Regions from separate parts of the Sus scrofa genome. Here all the other regions are linked to region 1. The links are chromatin contacts, called in public Hi-C and HiChIP or PLAC-seq maps. All regions are on one chromosome and are shown on one strand. Each heading gives the region's core, a stretch centred on a gene start, on an enhancer-like site or on the middle of the called end of the contact. The rest is flanking DNA. Distances are from core to core; before and after follow the strand shown.

Region 1 (2,825 bases), core at 128-2,627:
AGAACCGGGGGTGAGCGGTCAGAGACAGCCCGGGGACCTGGCCGCCCCTCGATTCCACCCTGGGGCCCCCTCCTCCAAACTGGGGCTAGGATGGATTCGGTATCACCATGGTGAAGCAGACCTTGCCCTGTGACTCGGGCATCACCAGGCCAGTGGCATTTTAGCTCGGTGGCATTTCAGGTCTTTTCCTGCCCGCTGGCTTTCTCAGTCCCTGTCTCAAGTGCCATGAAATTTGGGGTGGGCAGGATGACGACTGTCCAGAGCTTGGGGACACACACAGGGACAGGGCCTTGTCTCCCTGAGGAGCCCCAGAAAGCTGACCTACCAACCAGCGCTCATCACAGCCCCATCAGGGTCAAGGCAGCCCAGCCCCATCAGGTCCCACACCTCTGGATCGTCCTTAATTCAAGTCCTTTTTGAGTCGGAGGGTCTTGGTGGCACCTTAGTCCCAGGCACCTTGCTTAGGGCTGCAGGTGCTAAAGCTAAGGTGGAGGGCACTGGGTCAGGCACACCAGGGTCAGAGCCCTGGCCCTACCCCTCACCAGCTGCTGGCCCTCCTCCTGGTCCTTCCTCCAGCAAGTGACTTCAGCTCAGGACCTCTATTCATTTGTGAAATGGGGTGAAGAATGGTAAGGAAACCAGCCTGCAGGCTTGATTTAACCTCCATAAAAGGGCTAGCACCGTGCCCAGCCTGAACTCTTTCCTCACTTCACAAGGTCACAGAGGAGGTGGCAGTGGTGGCTTGCAGCCACGGGTGTCCCCAGAGGAGGGCAGATTAGGTAAAGGTTTGCGGACCACAGCCTCTCCATCGCGGTTGCTCTTAGGCTAGGTCTTAGCCCAGCCCCCGCTCCAGCGCGCCCCTCCATCCGGCGCCCCGCCCCGCGCCCCCCTCCCCTGCCGGCAGCCCCCAGAGCGCTTACCTTTAGCCCGAGGTCGAGGGCAGTGAACAGGCCTTTGCAGACGGGACAGCTGAGGTTCCACCAGCCAAAGGCTTTCCGGAGCTGGGGCGCTATGCGACTGAACTTGGCGGGGTGGCCTTGGGCGGGAAGAGGATGAGCCCCAGCAGGAGCCCAGAAAACCAGGGGGTCAGACAGGGCCAGGGTCAGTGCCAAGCCCATACTCAGGAGCCTTAGGCTGGGGACCCGCAAGAAGCTGTCCAGTCTCTGCTCCCAGCCCCACCTGGGGCGGCCCTGGCCGGGAGGCCCTCGGTGGCGGGGCATTGCCGGGCTTCCTAGACCCGACGAACCAGCCCGGCCCCGGCCGGTGCGGGCCCTGGTTGGCTCTCCGGATCCCAGGCGGCGCGGTCGGCTGACTGCTCGGAGCTGAGCCACAACGCCGCTCCGCCCCTTCCTCTTCCTCCGTCCGCAGCAGCTGATCGCGGTGTCGGGGAGGCGGAGGTGGAGGCGAAGTGGGCCGGCCGCGCCCGACCCGCCCGGACCCCGCCCGCGGTCCCGCTCCCGCCCTCGCCCTGACCCCGGGCGGTCCAGCTGTGCCAGGCCCCGGCAGGTGCCCAGCCCTGGCTGGAGCCCAGCCTGGCCGGCGAGAGGCCCCTCCAAGGCCCCTAGGCGCCTCGCTTCTCCAGAGCTGCGTTCTTCGGATCCCTCTGATAGCTGACTGCCAGGCCCACCCGGCTTTAAACTTTGGGAGGGAGATGGGTGGGGGATGGAGGCGGGGGAGGGGCTGGGTGGCGGGGGCACCGCGGGCAGGGACTCTCACACCTTGTCGGCCCTCTGTCCTGGCGGGCACCACCAGCCCTCAATTTCTCTAGTTCTGCCACTGGTACCCGCACCCTGACTGATGATCTTACTGACTCAGAGCCTCCAGTTAGAAAGGACCCTTTATTCGCAGGGGGGCACCCCTACCCCTCATTGTGTGGATGAGAAAACTGAGGCCCAGAGGAGATGAAGTGGCCAAGAAGAGGTGTGGACCCTGCAGCCAGCAAGGACGAGGATTACAACTTGGGCCTCCCACCCTCCCGCAGCCATGCCGGTAAAAGCTATTATTTCCCGAGCTCTGCAGGAGGTGACAGGCTCGGGAACAGGCATTTTATAATTATGAATCCTCCGTTCTAACAATACTAAGACGTGTGTAATACCATTCTCACCTCCATTCTCCGGTCCTGTCGGTTCTTTTCGTTGAGAATTTTTTTTCCAAGTGACTCTTCCCCCTCCGTTGTGTGGGCATCGTTTCAGATGGAGTACCAGGGTATCATAGGAAAGGCATTTGGTTTGGTCGCCAGTTCCTGGCACAGGACTCCTAAAACCCTTTGGATTTCCTGAGTGAGAGCAGTGTCTGGTTATAGAGAGCGCTTCCAATCACACCTGAATTTATGCTAATAAGGTAACTTAGGGTGGGGGCCCCTAAAGGACCTCAGGATGGGGCTGGTCACCGGGAAAGAACTCGTGAGCAGCCCTGGAGGCTGCATGAGGCCTCTTTCCTACAAATAAGAAATGAGGGGCCCAGGAAGGCTTTGGTGCCCAGGAGCCCCCAGGGCCCTGCCCTTGGTTTCATTCCTGGGCTGTACCTTTTGCACCATCCAGGATGTGTAAGTGAAAGGTGTTTTCCTGAGTTCTGGGAGCTTTTCTAGCAAATTATCAAACCCGAGTAGAGGATCATAGCCCTAGAGCTTAAGTATGGGTGGCAACCTGGGGCTTGTTTTGTTTTGTTTTGTGTTTGTCTTTGTAGGGCCACACCCACGGCATATGGAGGTTCCCAGGCTAAGGGCCTCTTCAGAGCTACAGGTGCCCGCTACGCCACAGCCACAGCAATGCAAGATTCTGGCCACATCTGCAAACTATGGCACAGTTCACGGCAACGCTGGATCC
Region 2 (2,825 bases), core at 112-2,611, 250 kb before region 1:
TCCAACAAAAGAAACTTCAAAATTAAAATTAACAAGCCTTCTCTGCTAACCTAAGAGAAAGACAGAACAACAAATCTAAATATGCGTTATCAAAAAAATATGTAAATGAACCTGTCCACTGGCTGCATTCTCTGAAGGATCCAGGGAACAATCTGTTCCAAACCATGCTCTTAGTTTCTGAGGTTTGCCAGAAAACCCTCGACTTACAACTGGACAGCTCTGCTCTCTGCCTTCTCCGCCACATGGTATCCCCCCTGTGGGTCACTGTCTCTCCTTATAGATTCTTTTTCTGAGACATCAGGCATTTGGGATTAGGCCCCCACCCCAGCCCAGTAAGACTTGATCTTAACTAATGACATCTGATCTGCAGGGCTCTATTATTTTTCGTGTTTTTTTGTTTTGTTTTGTTTTTTGGGTTTTTGTTTTGTTTGTTTTGTTTGTCTTTGGTCTTTTTAGGGCCACCCCTGCAGCACATGGAGGTTCCCAGGCTAGGGGTCGAATCAGAGATGTTGCCACCGGCCCACACCACAGCCACAGCAACAGGGGATCCAAGCCACATCTGCGACCTACGCCACAGCTCACGGCAACGCCGGATCCTTAACCCACTGAGCGAGGCCGGGGATGGAACCCGCAACCTCACGGTTCCTCGTCAGATTCGTTGACCATCGAGGCCACGAAGGGAACGCCAGGGCTCTATTTCACTTTTAAAAGGGCACCTCCTGAGGCCCAGAGGGCGGGGCAGGAGGTGTGGGACGGGGTAGGACCCGGCTCCCCCTTTGCGGAGGGGACGAGGGAATCCACAAGCAGCTGTGACGAAGGCACCGCCAATCGGCAGAGCCGCAGCGGTGCTGAAATTCTTCTGGAACTGGGATGACGGCACGCCTTCAAAGAAAAGTTTCGCCGTCTGGGTCTCTTTCCTCTCAGTGTTATTCCACTCACGGCACCACGACCACGGAAAACAAGTTTCTTTAACAAGGGACCGCTCAGGGGGTCAGACCTCGCCGCGGCCGGGGGCGGGCAGGGCGCCAGCGCGAGAGACCGCGACCCGCCCGGCGCCTTCCCCTCAGGTACTCACTTTCCGAGCCGGCTGCAGGCGGAGCTTCCAGCGCCCTGCAGGACGACGGGCGCAGCACGCGAGAAACCCGAGGCCGGCTCCCTCACACCAGGCGGCGCTCCCGGGCCGGAGCCGCGCCGCCCGCCTCCTCAGGGAGAGGTCGACGCCCCTTCCCCGCCCTCCCCCAGGCTGCCAACGAGGCAGGCTCCGCTACACATGCGCAAACACGTCCGCCACGCACCTGCCTACGGCGCATGCGTCCTCCCGGCTCCGCCTCTCCGCGCACCTCGCGGAGCTTCCGGTTCCGGCCTCCCGGGGGCGGGGAGAAGTCGGGACGATGCGGCTGTCGGTGGCCGCCGCCATCTCCCACGGCCGCGTCTTCCGCCGCCTGGGCCTTGGTCCCGAGTCCCGCATCCACCTGTTGCAGAACTTGCTTACGGGACTGGTGCGACACGAACGCATCGAGGCGTCATGGGCACGCGTGGACGAGCTGAGGGGCTACGCGGAGAAGGTGAGCGGAGGGACCCTCTTGCTCCGGTCAGGTCGGGCCTCCGGGGGCGGGTCCGGCGGGAGCTGGGGAAGAATTGAGACGCCTCGTAAGCCCTGCGCGAGGTCTCAGTCCGCGAGTACCGCGAGCCGAGTCCACCCCTCTGACCCGCACGTGGAAGGCCGGTGAGGCCCGCCTTATCCAGACGCTTTGCTCGTAGCATGATGCGTTGCAGTCTGGCATTCGGGAGGTAAGATGGGCCCCCTTTTCTTGCTCGGGTTGAGTAAGTTCTTGTGTCCTCGCAGCTCATCGACTATGGGAAGCTGGGAGACACCAACGAACGAGCCATGCGCATGGCTGACTTCTGGCTCACGGTGAGCGCATCCTGTCTCCCACATGTCTTCCTTGGCTCCTTACGTCGGAGGGGTTGTTAGAGGAGAGGGAACCGGGCAGAAATAAGCTTAGTCATGCCATGCCCTTAAGGACAGATGTAAACTAGAGATGTGTGTCCTGAGATCATTGAATTCAACGGGAATCTGAATCTACACAACTGCCTGTAACTAATCCCCTCTGTGTTTTTCTTGCCTCTTTTAAAAAAAAATTTTACTAGAGTTGATTTACAGTGTTGTGCCAATTTCCGCTGTTTAGCAAAGTGACCCAGTCTCATGTATATGTGGGAATCTATATATATATATATCCTCCTTCTTATATTTTCTTTTTTTTTTTTGTCTTTTTGCCTTTTCTAGGGCCGCTCCCGCGGCATATGGAGGTTCCCAAGCTAGGGGTCCATTCGGAGCTGTAGCCGCCGGCCTACACCACAGTCACAGCAACGCCAGATCCTTAACCCACTGAGCAAGGCCAGGGACCGAACCCGCAACCTCATGGTTCCTAGTCGGATTCGTTAACCACTGCGCCACGACGGGAACTCCTCTCCTATATTTTCTTCCATCGTGGTCTACCCAAGAGACTGGGTATAGTTCACTGCGCTATACAGTACCCTCTGTCGTTTTTGACAACACACAGAAGTTCTCCGTGAGGAAGTTTCGGGCAGGGTGTTGGTGTTTGGACCCTACCTTTGAGAATGCTGAAAGTGAAATTTCTCTACAGTGTGTGCCTGACTCTCTGCTCTCTCCTGGATAACTCCCCCTCTAGGAGAAAGACTTGATCCCAAAGCTGTTTCAAGTACTGGCCCCTCGGTTCCAAGGTCAGAATGGGGGCTACACGAGAATGCTGCAGATCCCAAATCGGAATGAGCAGGATCGGGCCAAGATGGCAGTGATCGAG
Region 3 (2,825 bases), core at 186-2,685, 190 kb before region 1:
CCCGGGCCATCTTCCCTCCAGCCTCTCACCGCTCCCCCATCAGCCATGAAGGTTCCCTGTCCTCAGCTGCCATGTCCCCCAGCTTCTCACCTTCCCTGTCTCCTCTGGCTGCTCGCTCACCCGTGGTCTCACCGTTTGGGGTGGCCCAGGGCCCCTCAGCCTCAGCACTCAGTGCAGAGTCCGGCCTGGAGCCACCCGACGACACGGAGCTGCACATCTAGCTGTGGCCCGGGCTGGGCCCCGACCTGGGATGCTCACTGCGTCCCCAACGCAGGCCCCGTCTGAGCCTGCCCCGGGCAGCCTCGGACCACGATTGGCCACGGGGGCGGGGGGCCTGCCCCCGTCCCTGAGTCCTCCACTGGGGCAGGTCTCCCATCTCACCACAGCCCTGGCAGAGCACCAGTACCACGAGGCCCTGCCGGGCACTGCCCTGTGGCCAGGTCCAGCGTGGGGAGATAGATGAAGAGGCGGCAGGCTCGGTTTCTCCTCACCGAGGGCTTCTTGCCCTGTGTCAGCACCCTGAGATGGAGCCGAGACTTTATTTATTGGGGGGTAGGGGGGATGGGGGCGGTCCCTCCAACCTTTGGGGCCCAGCTCCTTTGGGTTCCGCTGACACCCCTGCCCCTGCCCAGAACCAAGTGCCAATTCTCACTCTGGAGCCTTAATAAACTGCAGTTTGTATCCCGTGTCCAGCTCTGTTCTTTGGGAGCTTAGGGACAGGAAGGCACCCTGGCACATGGGGGACGCCTCAGGAGGCACGGAGGGTGGGACACAGAGGTGTTGGGCGGGGGGGGGGGGGGCGCCACAGGGAGCCCGGGCTTAGCCCAAGGCTGACTGGCACTTCTCTGTGCACTGACCTTCCCCTCTAAGGTGGGCAGGAGGCCCAGAGAGGGCGGACGGAGGAGCTTGCTTGTGGCAGTGACCTAGAGAGGGACTGGCTGGGTGGGGAGAGGTTTTGGAGATGACCACTCTCGGCCTGAGGGTCTTTAAGGAGGTGGGGCATGGATACAAGAGCAGCCAAGTGGTGGATCCGTTTTTCTTGGGGCCACAAACGGGCACGTGTGATAAGAGCTCACATTTGTGGAGCCTTTGCCAGGGGAGGCTCTCTGCTTTCTCTCTGCCCGTTGGCACTGCAGCCCTCTAGGCAGAGCCCCTTTAACCTAATCGGCTCCATGTTCTACCCAAAGAGACCTGGGCTCCTAGAGGTGACTCTCCTGATGCCACGTGGCCATGAGACCCCGGGTCTGCAGTTCCACCAGCCTCCAGGGGCTCTGCCCTGCAGAGCTCCCTGGCCTGCGGGGAGTCCTGGATTGTGGCAGCAGGTGGGGGGGGAGCCCGAGTTTACAGCGATTGACAGACCACAAGGGAGCATCCGAGTGGCTGTGTCCCCAGCATTCAGCACCGCCCATTCGAGGGAGGAGCCAGCACCGTCACTAGTTTCTAGGCAGAGAGGGAGGTGGTGGTGGTGGAGGCGGGACAGGCCTCACGTGATCTGTCATATGACAGCAGATCTGCAGAAAGGCCGGATGGGACCCCGAGCCTGGTGAGAAACTGGGGGCCCCGGAGAAGGGAACCACGTTGGGGGTGGGACTGCCATGGTGGCACGGCTCCTGCTGAAACCCACGTGCCGCCCCTGCAGCCTCCTTGGGCTCCTCGCCCTCTCTGTCGCCGGCCAGTGCAGTTACAGCCCGGAGCCTGACCAGCAGCGGACGTGAGTTGACTTAGCGCCGACCGCCCCCTCCCCGTGGCCTGTCCTGCACCCACTGTCCTGGTTCCAGCCTCCCTCACCCCTTCCCCGCCCCTGGTACCCGCTCCTCAGCCCAGGTTCCCAGCCTCAGTTCCTGGTCACCCACCTGCTGTGATCCGAAGCTGCTTCTGGAACCCTCCCCAAGGGCTAGACCCAATGCCGAACCCTCCACAACAAATCTTTGCCATCCCCGCCCTAACAAAGGCCCCTGACCCTGCAGGCTGCCCCCAGGCTGGGTGTCCCTGGGCCGTGCGGACCCTGAGGAAGAGCTGAGTCTCACCTTTGCCCTGAGACAGCAGAACGTGGACAGACTGTCTGAGCTGGTGCAGGCTGTGTCGGACCCTGGCTCTCCTCGCTACGGTGCCTGTCAGGACGGGGCGGGGGTGGGGGCAGGAGGGAGCCACGTGGGATGCCAGTGGAGGGTCTGGGCTGGGCTGAGCATGGATGGTACAGGTCGGGTCACAGACATGCTCTCGGTGCCTGTCTGAGGGGCTGATACAGGGCAGACGAATGGCAGTGGCCATCACTGAAGAGGTTCCAAATAGAAAAGTGAATTGGAGGGAGTTCCTGTCATGACTCAGTGGAAACAAATCTGACTGGGATCTATGAGGATGCAGGTTTGATCCCTGGCCTCGCTCAGTGGGTTAAGGATCCGGTGTTGCCGTGAGCTGTGGTGTAGGTCGCAGACGAGGCTCGGATCTGGCGTTGCTGTGGCTGTGGTGTAGGCCGGTGGCTACAGCTCTGATTCGCCCCCTAGCCTGGGAACCTCCATAGGCCGCAGGTGTGGCCCTAAAAAGAAAAAAAAAAAAAGACAAAAAAAAAAAGGCAAATAAGCAAATAAACAAAAAATGGAAAATGAATGTGGTTAAGAGTACAGGCTTGGTCATCAGATCTGGTTTCAAATTCTGATTCTGCTATTTAACGGCTGCCCGACAAATGGCCAAGTAGCATCCGGTACAGACGGGAGCCTCATGACCTCAAATTCCCCTCCCTGCTCCTCACACTCACTCCCATTCACTCCTCCATCCGACCCCAAGGCTTCGGCTCCAACTCCGAAACTCCCACTTCTCACCATTCC
Region 4 (2,825 bases), core at 83-2,582, 180 kb before region 1:
TTTCAGGGTTCTGATCACTTCTTTCTCTTTCACCCACCCCGTTCTAGTCCAAGCCATCTCCACTTCTGGGATGCATCAGGCCGCTGCCTCTCTGCCATCTGCTCTTCACAAAGCATCCAAGATCCAGCAAGTCCTCATATCATCGCATGGCTTTATTAGAATAAATACTTGACTAAAGGCTACATATTCTTGCAGACCTTTGCAATCCTATCTCCTGTCATTCTCCACTTGTACCCAATACTGCAGCCCACAGCAGCCCACCTGGGTCTTCTGTTCTGGGGCCAGAGTCATACGGAACTCTGGACAATTTCCCGGACACCCTCTTCTGTGTCATGCCCCCTAGCTTTTGCCCAAGCAGTTCGGCCAAGCTGGAAAGGTTCTCTGCAGCCTCTGCCTGAGAAATTCTTACGGAGCACTCAAGTTTCAGCTCAAACAACAGCTTCCTGAGTGGAGACCCCCCCTGCCCCGACAGGCTGTGCTTAGCACTCATCCGACCGAGAGGAAAGTCCACCGCCAGCCCCGGACCGGAGCACCGCACATCCGGCGAGGACCAGGTCTTTGCCCTTCCTCTCCCCCACCAGCCACCTCAGCTCACCCCTGGTTGAGGTCGTTCTCCGTGTTGTCCAGCCACAGGCGGACGGCCACCGCGTTGCCCTCCCGGCACTGAGCGAAGATGTCGTCCATAGCTGCGTCCCCTAGATTGGGGAAGCGTGGGGACTGCAGAAGGATCCAGGCAAGGGGGGTGGACCCCAAGCTCTGTCCCCTACTGGAGAGAAGTCTTTTTGTCGGGGTGGCGGTCTAGGCGCTGCGTCCTGGGCTGCTGGAAGTGTGGACGGAATTAGGGGGGCAGCAAGGTGATCCCAGACTGTGTCTGTGCCCCCGGGCGCGAGGGCAGGGCGGGTCGGGAGAGGCAGGAGGTGCCTGGGAGGCAGCACCTCCCACAGGGATGTCGAGAGCCAGCCCCGCGTCCCCACCTGCGAACCCGGCTGGGGGGAGGGGGAGTTCGGGCGCCCTAGACGCTGCGGGAGGCGACCCTAGGTCCTTCCCGGCGGCGGCCCCCGTTCCCCGCTCGAAACGGAGCGGGCGTGGGGAGGGGTGACGGCCCGGCGGGGATCGAGCCGTGGGGAGGGGGCCCGGCTGCTCGCACACTCACCGGGCCTCGGGCTGGAGGAGCCTGCTCCGGGGAACTCCCGTCCGGCCGCGCCCGCCGCCCGGCCCCGCCCCGGCCGGGCCCGGCCCGCTCGGGCCCGCGCGGCCGCCTTGCCCCCGCCCCCGCCCGCCTTCCTGGCCCTTCTAGCCGCCGGTGTGTGAACTCGATGGTCCCCGGCGCCGCGCCGGCTTGTCTAGCCGCCGCCGGCACTCGGTGGTTCCCGGCGGCGCTCGGGCGGCTTGCGCGCCGGGAGCCCCGGGACGCGCTGCGCACGTGGAGAGGCGCGCGGGCCCCCGAGCTCGCCTCCCGGCCGCATGTTTGAGGAGCCCGCGTGGGCCGAGGAGGCCCCGGCCGTCCCGGACCCCCGGCCGGTGCCCTTACGGCCGCGGCCCCCGGCAGCCTCGCACACCAAGGTGAGCGGCCCCTCGCGCAGGGCGGGCGGACCCCGGAGCGGAGGGGCGCGGCGGGCGGGCTGGGGGAGGGCGGCGGCAGCCCCGCGGCAGGTCGAAGGGCCCGGGCTTCCGAAGGAAAATGCCGTGGGAACTGAGGGGGCTGGCGGGCGGGAGGTGAAGCCGAGAGGGTTTCTTGGACGCGAGAAGCACGTGCGGAGCACCCTGGCGCAGGAGAGCCTGTCCTGCTAGGATCGCGCCCAGGAAATAATCCGGGCGGTGGGAACACCGAGAGTGAGAGGCGATGCCCCAGAAGTTGGAGAGCTGGATTAGAAATTCCGCGTATAAGGAAGGGTAGAAAGAAGCCGAGGGAGGATTTTAGCTGGGGGATGATTTCTTCGGACTTCCGTGTTGAGGTCGTTGGTTCTTGCTGTGATTGGAAAGAGGAGGAGCGAGTGAGGGGCTGTCATTGAGCCCTGGGGGTTGTCAGTCCCTCCTTTCAAAGGGAGGTGGTGCCCAGGGTCCCTAGGGCCTCCAAGGCAAGTGCCGGCCTAGGAGGGCCCCGCAGGACTTGAGCCCGGAACGGCCCCAGGCAGTAGCCCTTCTTCTTCAAGCCTCTGCCCCACTCTCAGGCTCTTCCTACCCTCCAGTCCGCCTCGGCACGGCCTCTACCTGCTTTACTCCCTTCTCTGCACCCTCTCAGCCCAGCGCTGTAACCCAACCCCTGGGCTCTGCTACAGCTTCTCTCCTCCCCCCCTTTTCTTTTCTTTTTAGGGCCACACCCCCGACATATGGAAGTTCCCAGGCTAGGGGTCCAATAGGAGCTGCAGCTGCTGGTCTACGCCACAGCCACAATTAAGGCAACACCAGATCTGAGCCACATCTTCCACCTATGCCTTCGCTTGCAGCAGCACTGGATCCCACTGAGTGAGGCCAGGGATCGAGCCCACAATCTCATCGACATTCTGTCAGATTCTTAACTCCCTGAGCATCGGGAACTCCTTCCCCTTTCAGGTTGATCTCTATATTTCTTCTTCTTCTTCTTCTTTTTTTTTTTTTTTTTTTTGCTTTGTAGGGCCGCACCTGTAGCATATGGAGGTTCCCAGGCTAGGGGTCCAATCAGAGCTACACTCTGCTGGCCTACACCACAACCACAGCAATGCCAGATCTGAGCCACGTCTGACCTACACTGCAGCTCGTGGCAACGCCGGATCCTTAACCCACAGGGCAAGGCCAGGGATCGAACCTGCAACCTCATGGTTCCTAGTCAGATTCGTTTCCACTGC

Evidence for each region. Hi-C and Micro-C count contacts between places; a contact is called where the count stands out from the background. HiChIP or PLAC-seq counts read pairs in DNA pulled down with a chosen protein or histone mark.
Region 2: a contact with region 1 is called in an H3K27ac HiChIP or PLAC-seq map of alveolar macrophages. The contact joins the promoter of MRPL17 here to the promoter of SMPD1 in region 1. A contact is called at or near these places in 1 of 47 Hi-C or Micro-C datasets (heart right ventricle) and 1 of 2 datasets of contacts at active chromatin or transcription factors (alveolar macrophages).
Region 3: a Hi-C map of skeletal muscle shows a contact between it and region 1, with 2.6 times the contacts expected there. The contact joins the promoter of TPP1 here to the promoter of SMPD1 in region 1. A contact is called at or near these places in 2 of 47 Hi-C or Micro-C datasets (liver and skeletal muscle) and 1 of 2 datasets of contacts at active chromatin or transcription factors (alveolar macrophages).
Region 4: an H3K27ac HiChIP or PLAC-seq map of alveolar macrophages shows a contact between it and region 1. The contact joins the promoter of RRP8 here to the promoter of SMPD1 in region 1. A contact is called at or near these places in 2 of 47 Hi-C or Micro-C datasets (liver and retroperitoneal adipose tissue) and 1 of 2 datasets of contacts at active chromatin or transcription factors (alveolar macrophages).

The regions. Positions count from the first base shown.
Region 1 is chr9:3,327,116-3,329,940 of Sscrofa11.1, forward strand. SMPD1 (sphingomyelin phosphodiesterase) reads right to left here and starts at 1,378. Exons shown (of 6, transcript XM_021062347.1): 1 at 921-1,378. The coding sequence starts at 1,220.
Region 2 is chr9:3,074,625-3,077,449 of Sscrofa11.1, forward strand. MRPL17 (mitochondrial ribosomal protein L17) reads left to right here and starts at 1,362. Exons shown (of 3, transcript NM_001244380.1): 1 at 1,362-1,565; 2 at 1,847-1,915; 3 at 2,694-2,825. The coding sequence starts at 1,392. It overlaps LOC106507820 (a long non-coding RNA gene), which reads right to left. Exons shown (of 4, transcript XR_002335515.1): 4 at 1,538-1,627.
Region 3 is chr9:3,134,145-3,136,969 of Sscrofa11.1, forward strand. It overlaps TPP1 (tripeptidyl-peptidase 1), which reads left to right and starts at 1,436. Exons shown (of 12, transcript XM_013989454.2): 1 at 1,436-1,543; 2 at 1,640-1,711. DCHS1 (protocadherin-16) reads left to right here. Exons shown (of 23, transcript XM_021062333.1): 23 at 1-681. The coding sequence ends at 221.
Region 4 is chr9:3,150,830-3,153,654 of Sscrofa11.1, forward strand. RRP8 (ribosomal RNA-processing protein 8) reads left to right here and starts at 1,333. Exons shown (of 7, transcript XM_003357134.4): 1 at 1,333-1,563. The coding sequence starts at 1,465. It overlaps ILK (integrin-linked protein kinase), which reads right to left and starts at 1,268. Exons shown (of 13, transcript XM_005656596.3): 1 at 1,154-1,268; 2 at 596-817. The coding sequence starts at 684.